Linked DNA regions of Triticum aestivum: all the other regions are linked to region 2. Evidence: chromatin contacts called from public Hi-C data. All regions are on one chromosome and are shown on one strand. Each heading gives the region's core, a stretch centred on a gene start, on an enhancer-like site or on the middle of the called end of the contact. The rest is flanking DNA. Distances are from core to core; before and after follow the strand shown. Region 1 holds the start of LOC123041784 (diacylglycerol O-acyltransferase 1-1). Region 2 holds the start of LOC123041764 (60S ribosomal protein L11). Region 3 holds the start of LOC101669862 (shaggy-related protein kinase GSK2).

What was found. Hi-C and Micro-C count contacts between places; a contact is called where the count stands out from the background.
Region 1: a Hi-C map of leaf shows a contact between it and region 2, with 3 times the contacts expected there. The contact joins the promoter of LOC123041784 here to the promoter of LOC123041764 in region 2. A contact is called at or near these places in 2 of 5 Hi-C or Micro-C datasets (both in leaf).
Region 3: a contact with region 2 is called in a Hi-C map of leaf, with 4 times the contacts expected there. The contact joins the promoter of LOC101669862 here to the promoter of LOC123041764 in region 2. A contact is called at or near these places in 2 of 5 Hi-C or Micro-C datasets (both in leaf).

What each region holds. Positions count from the first base shown.
Region 1 is chr1A:151,024,258-151,026,957 of IWGSC CS RefSeq v2.1, reverse strand. LOC123041784 (diacylglycerol O-acyltransferase 1-1) reads right to left here and starts at 1,423. Exons shown (of 15, transcript XM_044464347.1): 1 at 932-1,423; 2 at 257-337; 3 at 77-150. The coding sequence starts at 1,276.
Region 2 is chr1A:150,682,281-150,684,980 of IWGSC CS RefSeq v2.1, reverse strand. It overlaps LOC123041764 (60S ribosomal protein L11), which reads left to right and starts at 1,287. Exons shown (of 5, transcript XM_044464328.1): 1 at 1,287-1,486; 2 at 1,570-1,677; 3 at 2,035-2,077; 4 at 2,182-2,377. The coding sequence starts at 1,484.
Region 3 is chr1A:150,340,548-150,343,247 of IWGSC CS RefSeq v2.1, reverse strand. It overlaps LOC101669862 (shaggy-related protein kinase GSK2), which reads right to left and starts at 1,425. Exons shown (of 12, transcript XM_044464320.1): 1 at 1,083-1,425; 2 at 874-975; 3 at 355-414; 4 at 1-272. The coding sequence starts at 1,157. LOC123041731 (a long non-coding RNA gene) reads right to left here. Exons shown (of 5, transcript XR_006418628.1): 5 at 2,515-2,700.

The sequences.
Region 1 (2,700 bases), core at 174-2,673, 340 kb before region 2:
AATCGTAAACACGATCAGTTCATTGAAGGCATTAAGCAAACACAACGGCATACACTATAGCAGAACTGAATATTACCAGCACATTAGAAGTGGCCAGTCCCGCAATGATGTAGAGTTGAACCAAAAGCCAGCTCGTATTAATAAGCCATACTGCAAACAGCATCAGGAGTAAAAGACTGATAAACAAATACGGTATGTCTATGATGAAGTGAGGGGATGGTTTATATTTACTAGATGAGAAAAGGCAGATAAAAACCTTCATTAAGTTCTCAATAATCAGCCTGCCGTTCACTGCAACGAGAACAACAATGCACAGATTGAAAAGGCCTGCATGACTCTGTTATAAATGACAAGAAAAAGTATCAGAGAACAATGACTCTGGCAGCTGGAAGATATGCCATCCATAAAACAGCTCTGACGGAAAAGCACAAGCAATAGAAAAAAAAAGGCCAAGGACAAATCATTAGCAAAAAGGATAGCTATGTCCGTTGCATTTCAGCGTGCGACCTGAGTTACCTAATAAAGCACTAACGTATCGTGCTTATCAACTATGGTCACATATCACACTGAAAAAGAAAGCACGTGAATTAAACCCACAACTACCAGTGACCATCTATCTGACCACATAAATCACGTGATTCCGCGACCAACCTTCCAATCATAGTGCACCCCCGCAAAAAAATAAAATCATACTACTGCACTGTACTAGATTTGTGCTTCTCGCACGCATCAAAAACATATCTTCTTTCAGATTTCGACCCAAAAGAGCAGCAACTTTTTATGACAAGGAAACGCCTGAATTATCGTTACATAACAGTCATAATGAAATTCAGACCCAAATAAACAATTGAGCAACCGACAGAGCTAAGCATTTAAACGAAGTTTCGTTAGGTCTGTTAACGAAATGGGGGCCAGAGCGGGAGGAGCCCACCTGCTTGAAGATGGCGTCGGAGCTCAGGGGACTCTCCTTCGCCTTCCGGTGGACTGGGGCAGCCGCGCGGAAGCTGAACGCGGTGAAGTCCCCGGGGCCGCCGGCGGACGAGGTGTCCCCGCTTGAGTCGCGGCGGCTGTGCGACGAGGAGGGCTCGGGGGGGCCGGACTCGTCCCCAGAGTCCGCCGCGAAGCTGGCACGCGCGGCCACCGCGGCACCGGAGCTCAGCCGGCGGCGAAGCGCGGCCACGAAGCCCTCGGGGGTGAAGCCGCCTCCACGCGGGCGCGGCGGGCGTCGCTGGACTGGCGGCGGGGCCTTGATCTCGGCGCCGTTCGAGTCCTCCATTCAAGGGGCTAGGTTTCTCTCTCTGACCCTCTCTCTCTATGGCCTCTCGATTTGGAGGAGGAGAGGAGACGTCGAGACGAGAGGAGAAGGCCTTCCCCGGTGGTGACGTACAGCAAGGCCGGCTTTCCGTCGATCGGTGGTATCACACCTCGGATCGGGAGGAGGCTGGCGTGGGACCCACGTGTCTGTTGGGTTTTTTATTTTCAGGGAACGTAGCAGTATTTTTTTTTTCAGGGAATGTGTCTGTTGTTGGGAGTCCGAGTGCCATGTGCGGCGGGAAAGGATTTCGGTCCGCTGAGAGCGAATCCAACGCACCGATCCGAATCCTCCACCCGGTACGTCTCCGTACGCGGACCAAAATCAAGACCCAACGCGGAGTGGCTAAATTCCGTGTTTTGACTTCTTTTTTAAAATCTATTCGAGATTTGATCTTAGTTTAAATTTTTTTAAGATCTGACCCTTTTGCTACCGTCAGGGACCATGGCGATAGGGTATAACAGCCTATTGCCAAGGGCTCTGGCGGTAGGGTTGCATGCCCTACCGCCAAAAATCTCCTAAGTATTGAACACAGCGTGTGCTCGTGCCTACCGTCAAGCACCTTGGCGGTAGGGTTGTGCAGGCTACCGCCAGCCAGGTTGGCAGTAGCGATGTTTCCTACCGCCAAAGTCCCTGTCGGTATGTTGTTAGACCCTATCGCCATGGACTCTGGCGGTAGCAAAAGGGTCAGATCTCGAAAAAAAATTAAACTAGGATCAAATCTTGAATAGGTTTCAGAAAAGGGTCAAAACACAAAAATTTGTCATGCGGAGTCCGTTTTCTGTCCGCTCAAAGTCATTTCGGTCACAAATTTAGGACTGATTTCAGTCCGAAGCATGTATAAAACGAACGTTTTCTGTGTTCTCTTCATCCGGCTGCGTCCCTGCACATCGAAGCTGGTCCATCTGTCATCCAAACAAAAGGACCAACTCACCCATCCGACCCCTTTCTCTCTCCTCCTCTCCTCTCTTTCTAGCCCACCTACGTCGGCACAAAGCATGCCGCGGTGCCGACGCAGCTGGGCATACCGCCGGTGCAGCAGTTTCCCATCCGCCACGAGCGCCTTGCCGGCCTCCACTGTCGCCACTGCTTCACCAGTGGCCGAGCTACCCGCCGCGTGTGCGTGCTAGTACTGCCGCCGCACGAGCGTGCAAGCTAGCTAGCCGCCGCTGGCCAAGCGCGTGTGCTTGTGTTTTGCTGGCCACCACGTGCGCGTGCTAGCTAGCGGCTGCTGCTTGAGCATGCGTGTGGTATGGCTGCCCGTCGCGCGCACGTGCTAGCTAGCTAGCAGACCAGGTCAATAGTGGTGCCAAATATGAGGCGCGCATAAGACCCATAATTTAGGGAGGGGGATTTTATATAGGCATAGTTTTCCCGGGGTAAGTCGT
Region 2 (2,700 bases), core at 38-2,537:
TTTCCTAATTGATCGAACGTGGAGTTTCATATGGTGAAGCACGGTCAGTCAATGTAAATTGTTAAGTGCACACAGAGAATGGATTAGGTTAAGACTAGCCGTTAAATTAAGTTTAGTGGGCTTAATCATGCGGTCATAATGAATCCGTGTACGTTTTATGGGATGCACGTAAGAAAGTTCTTGTTTGATTGTTTAATAGTAGTGGAGATAAAATGCGATCGTGATCAGTTTCCTAATAAAATGCGATCATGATTAGTTTCCTAATAAAACACGATCGTGATTAGTTTCCTAAGAAGATGTGATCGTGATTAGTTTCTTAAAAAGACGCGATCATGATTATAGTTTCCTAATTGATCAGACGTGGAGTTTCATATGGTGAAGCACAGTCAGTCAATGTAAATTGTTAAGTGCACACAAAGAATGAATTAGGTTAAGGCTAGCCACTAGATTAAGTTTAGTGGGCTTAATCATGCGGTTATAATGAATCCGTGTACGTTTTATGGGGTGCACGTAAGAAAGTTCTTGTTTAATTGTTTAATAGTAGTGGAGATAATAAAATGCGGTCTTGATCAGTTTTCTAATAAAACGCGATCATGATTAATTTCCTAATAAAACACAATCGTAATTAGTTTCCTAAGAAGATGTGATCGTGATTAGTTTTCTAAGAAGACGCGATCATGATTATAGTTTCCTAATTAATAGGACGTGAAGTTTCATATGGTGAAGCATGGTCAGTCAATGTAAGTCAATGTAAATTGTTAAGTGTACACAAAAAATGGATTAGGTTAAGGCTAACCGTTAGATTAAGTTTAATGGGCTTAATCATGCTGTCATAATGAATCTGTGTACGTTTTATGAGGTGCACGTAAAAAAGTTCTTGTTTGATTATTTAATAGTAGTGGAGATAATAAAACACGATCGTAATTAGTTACTAAGAAGATGTGACCGTGATTAGTTTTTTAAGAAGACCCGATCATGATTATAGTTTCCTAATTGATCGGACGTGGAGTTTCATATGGTGAAGCACGGTCAGTCAATGTAAATTGTTAAGTGCACACAGAGAATGGATTAGGTTAAGGCTAACTGTTAGATTAAGTTTAGTGGGCTTAATCATGCGGTCATAATAAATCCGTGTATGTTTTATGAGATGCACGTAAGAAAGTTTTTATTTGATTGTTTAATAGTAGTGGAGATTATGAGTATGATGGCCGGGAGTCCGGTCCAGGTAGCCATCCGGCTGGGCCGGAGAACGTCAACAGCCCAGCTAGAGCCGACCTGAATATCCTAGCCGTCCATCCGTTGATCGGACCGCTCCAAGTCCCCCACGCCATTTTGCCAAATCGTCGCCCGGCAAACCTCCAGCAACCCCTATATAAGGCCGGGAGATTTCTAGGGTTTCCGCCGCCGCAGCCACACCCAGAACCAGCTAAACCCTACCATCTTCGGATTCCTCTCCACCGGCGGCCTCCCCCGTCAGATCACCATGGTGAGGTCTCGTACTCCTACCGCGATGCTAACGCTCGGCATTTCTTGCGTGTCCCGATGTTCTTACGCGCTTGTCTCTCGCAGTCGACGGAGAAGAAGCAGTTGAACCCGATGCGGGAGATCAAGGTGCAGAAGCTTGTCCTCAACATCTCCGTCGGGGAGAGCGGCGATCGCCTCACTCGCGCTGCCAAGGTACCATAGATCCGCGACCCATCCATCCCAACTCGGTGTCCTCGACAAAAAAAGAAATAAATTAAAATCCATCTGTGTATCTGATATTGTTTCAGTGCGTGTGGTTATAGATCTGCAATTGCGCAATCCGCTCGAAATGAAACTTGTCCCGTAGTGCTCTACGTTGTTCGTCTTATGTGTGCTTGCGCACTTAGTTTTATTAATACTCCCTCTGTTCACTTTTATAAGACCTTGAAGACATTTCAGACAATGTGCAAAACAACATATTTTGAGTTGTCTGAAACGACTTACAAAAGTGAACGGAGGGAGTAATAAATTTTGAGACGTGAGGTTAATTTATTCGAATTTACTCATCAGGTGTTGGAGCAGCTGAGCGGGCAGTCGCCAGTTTTCTCCAAGGGTAAGATATTGTCAACAAGCTAAAGTTTGCTCCATGTTTCTTGATTGATTTCAACATCTAGTGGTGCTTACGGACTTGCGGTCATCGCTCTTTTATCTTGGCAGCGAGGTACACTGTCAGGTCTTTTGGCATTCGTCGTAATGAGAAGATTGCCTGCTATGTGACGATCAGGGGTGAGAAGGCAATGCAGCTTCTCGAGAGTGGGCTGAAGGTGAAGGAGTACGAGCTCCTGAGGAGGAACTTCAGTGACACTGGTTGCTTTGGGTTTGGTATTCAGGAGCACATTGATCTTGGCATGAAGTAAGATAACCTTTCCTGTACTCTGTTCTGCTTGCATTTTATATATCCGAATTTTATATTTATTTAGGACTGTAAATTTGGTTCACTTGATAACTTGATTGTAAGATTGGGTTGCAAAATAAAGTTTCTTTTGTGACATACACACAGTACTGTAGGTAGATGCTAGTTCTTTCTGCTATTAGAAATCATTGTGGAGTTATCACAGCAGAATCCTGACGTGCATGTTGTCATAATCTTTAACGTTAAATGGTGGAACTTCTATTATCACAAGGATTTTGTAATGCACATTCTTTAAAAGTTTTCAATGCATAATAATGATGTGT
Region 3 (2,700 bases), core at 176-2,675, 340 kb after region 2:
TGATAGGTGTAAAGCTTGACGTAGATAAGTGGCATCCCCTGTTTGGCATTACTGTAGTGCTTAAGCACGCGGTAGAGTGTCTCCGGGACATACTCCATGACAAGGTTCAGAAACAGCTCATCTCTACTTGTGGTTGAGAAGAAGCAGTGCTTGAGGGAGACAACATTGGAATGGATCATCGAACGCATAAGCTGCAGCTCACGATTCTTGTACCGTCGGTCCTGCAGTACCTTCTTAATGGCCACTGTCTCCCCGGTCTCCAGGCATTTAGCCTACACATGCAACATTTCCCTAAACATCAGGCTGGTAGTCAACAACACAAACAAGGAAACAAACAATGGCTAGAGCAATCACCTGAAAGACGATGCCAAACGAACCAGTGCCCACAACGCGCTCCGCCATGTAGCTAATCGTCTGAAAAACAAAGCAGGACATTACCAACTGGGCGCCAAAGAGGTATCAGCTGTTGCTCATAGTAACAGATTTGAGCACTAGTGTTGGCCAAAATCTAACTGAAGCCGTCCAAATTTGTCCCGAAAACCCACAGTATGGAACACCACACAGGCATATTTGGAACAGATCTCTTGAGCAAACCATAGTTACATGAGGATCAAACAAATGAGCACTACAAAAATAGGCTGACAAGCTACATCGTCCTTGATAATTGATAAATTCAGCCGCTTTGAAACATTTTTTTCGTATTTGGTAAACGAAGAAAAATCTAACCAAGAATCCACACAGCTATATTTCAATGAGTTGTCATAGCTAAAGAGAATAGCTGCAGGAGAGCAGACACATCTCACCAAGGCAAGAACTGGCCGTGCAAACTCAGGCCAAGAGACACAAGCGAAACATAAGAGACGCTGAGCTCACCTGCTTGGGCTCGCCGTTCTTGCCGCCGATGGTGGTGGAGATGATGTGACCGGTCATGGCGTCGTTCCCCTCCGCATACGGCGCCTCGCCATCCTGCTGCTTCTGCTCAACAAGAGCGCCCAACGAAAACAACACGCTAAACATCAGCTCAACGGAACACCACGCCAAGAAACACACGGCCAACACCATCCCAGCACAGATCCGGTTACCTTCTCGCAGGCGACTGCGGTGGGGGGCTGCTCGTCGAGCAGCATCGGCTCCGGCGCCGGCGCCGGATGCTCCATGTGGCTAGGGTGTGAATGGGGCGGACACGGTGGGCTCACACTTGCATCCACCTACGCCTGGTCCTCTTCTCTGGCTTGGCTTGGCTTGGCTTGGCTTGTACTGTGATGTGGGTGGTGGTGCCTTTGACCAGTGAAGGGAAAGTGGGGGTGGGGGTGACCAAGACGAACAAGATGGGGAGTGACGTTGATCTATAGAGAGAGCGGTTAGCTGACCCTGTGTAAACAGCTGGTGGATTAGTGGGGAGGTGGATTAGACTAGACGAGCCTCGGGAGTCAAATTGCTGGGAGTACCCCGGGCATCAGGTTGGGTTTTATATAGTCTGCCGCATTTATTGCCGAGTAATGGGATTCATTTTTTGGTCAAAAGGATAACAATGCCGCTAAAATATATTTACGGCATATTTTCAATTTCTGCCGGAAAATGAACTGATAATATACGAGGGTATTCGTCAGAGAAATTTGTGAAAATTGTACACTAATTGCTGTACAAATATACTAGGGTATTCGTGGGAGAAATTGATGGCGCATTCATGTCATATAGGAGAACCTTATTAGTGCTATATACTATGTCATTTTAATGCCCGGAAATACCTAATGAATCTTGGGTCCCATTGCAACCTGTTTGAAAAATAATAATTTATAAATAACAAAAAGAGTCAAAAATTCCTGAAAATTTTCGGAGACGAGAATCTTGTAGTGTTATACTTGTATAAAAAGTTTAGCGAAGAAGTGACTTCCGTGGACTCCTTGACATAAACAAAAGGTGTGAATATGTTTATATAGTGTCGATTTTGTTTTGTTTAACCTAAAATACCATAAAACTCATTCATTCGTGAAACTTGTCACACGGGTATAACACCGTATCATTCTTGTTTGCAAGAAGTTTCTGAAATTTTTGACTAATTTCGCAATACTTTTAAAAAGATCAAATTCAAGTGCATTGGCACCCGAGACCCAAAGATCCGCATCATTTTAATGCCTCCTTATTTTTGGATCAAATCGTAAATTTGGTACTGAAAATACAACATCTTTTACGCAACAATTATGTGTTTTCGTTCGAATAATAACCCTTTTAGCCAGTGCTAAAAATGTACTCAGTTTTTGTGAGTATATTTGTAGAAGTAAAATTATCCAAACATTTTTATATGTCAGTTAATGACCTATATATAGTATGCGGGATCGGATCAGCAATGCTTTGATAGTCGGTTTCTGTGTTCCATATTGAGTACTAGTAAATGTTTGCACGTCTAAATTAATATAAAATTAGTCAAACGTGGCAGTCATCGTACATTATATTAACTAATACAAATTTACTCAAACTTATAATAACGAGCACAAAAGATCGCATTGTTGCATGTCATGAAACAACAAAGTATTTTTTATTCAAATACCTCAAACATTGTAATTTACTCTATACAAATATAACTATCTTTTTCTACACATGATGCATTACGCACTGCAAGTACATAATGAAAGTGTGCATATTCAAACTATTCTTGCCTCAATAATGACAAACCCAGTGCTAAGCTTCCACACCTGGACC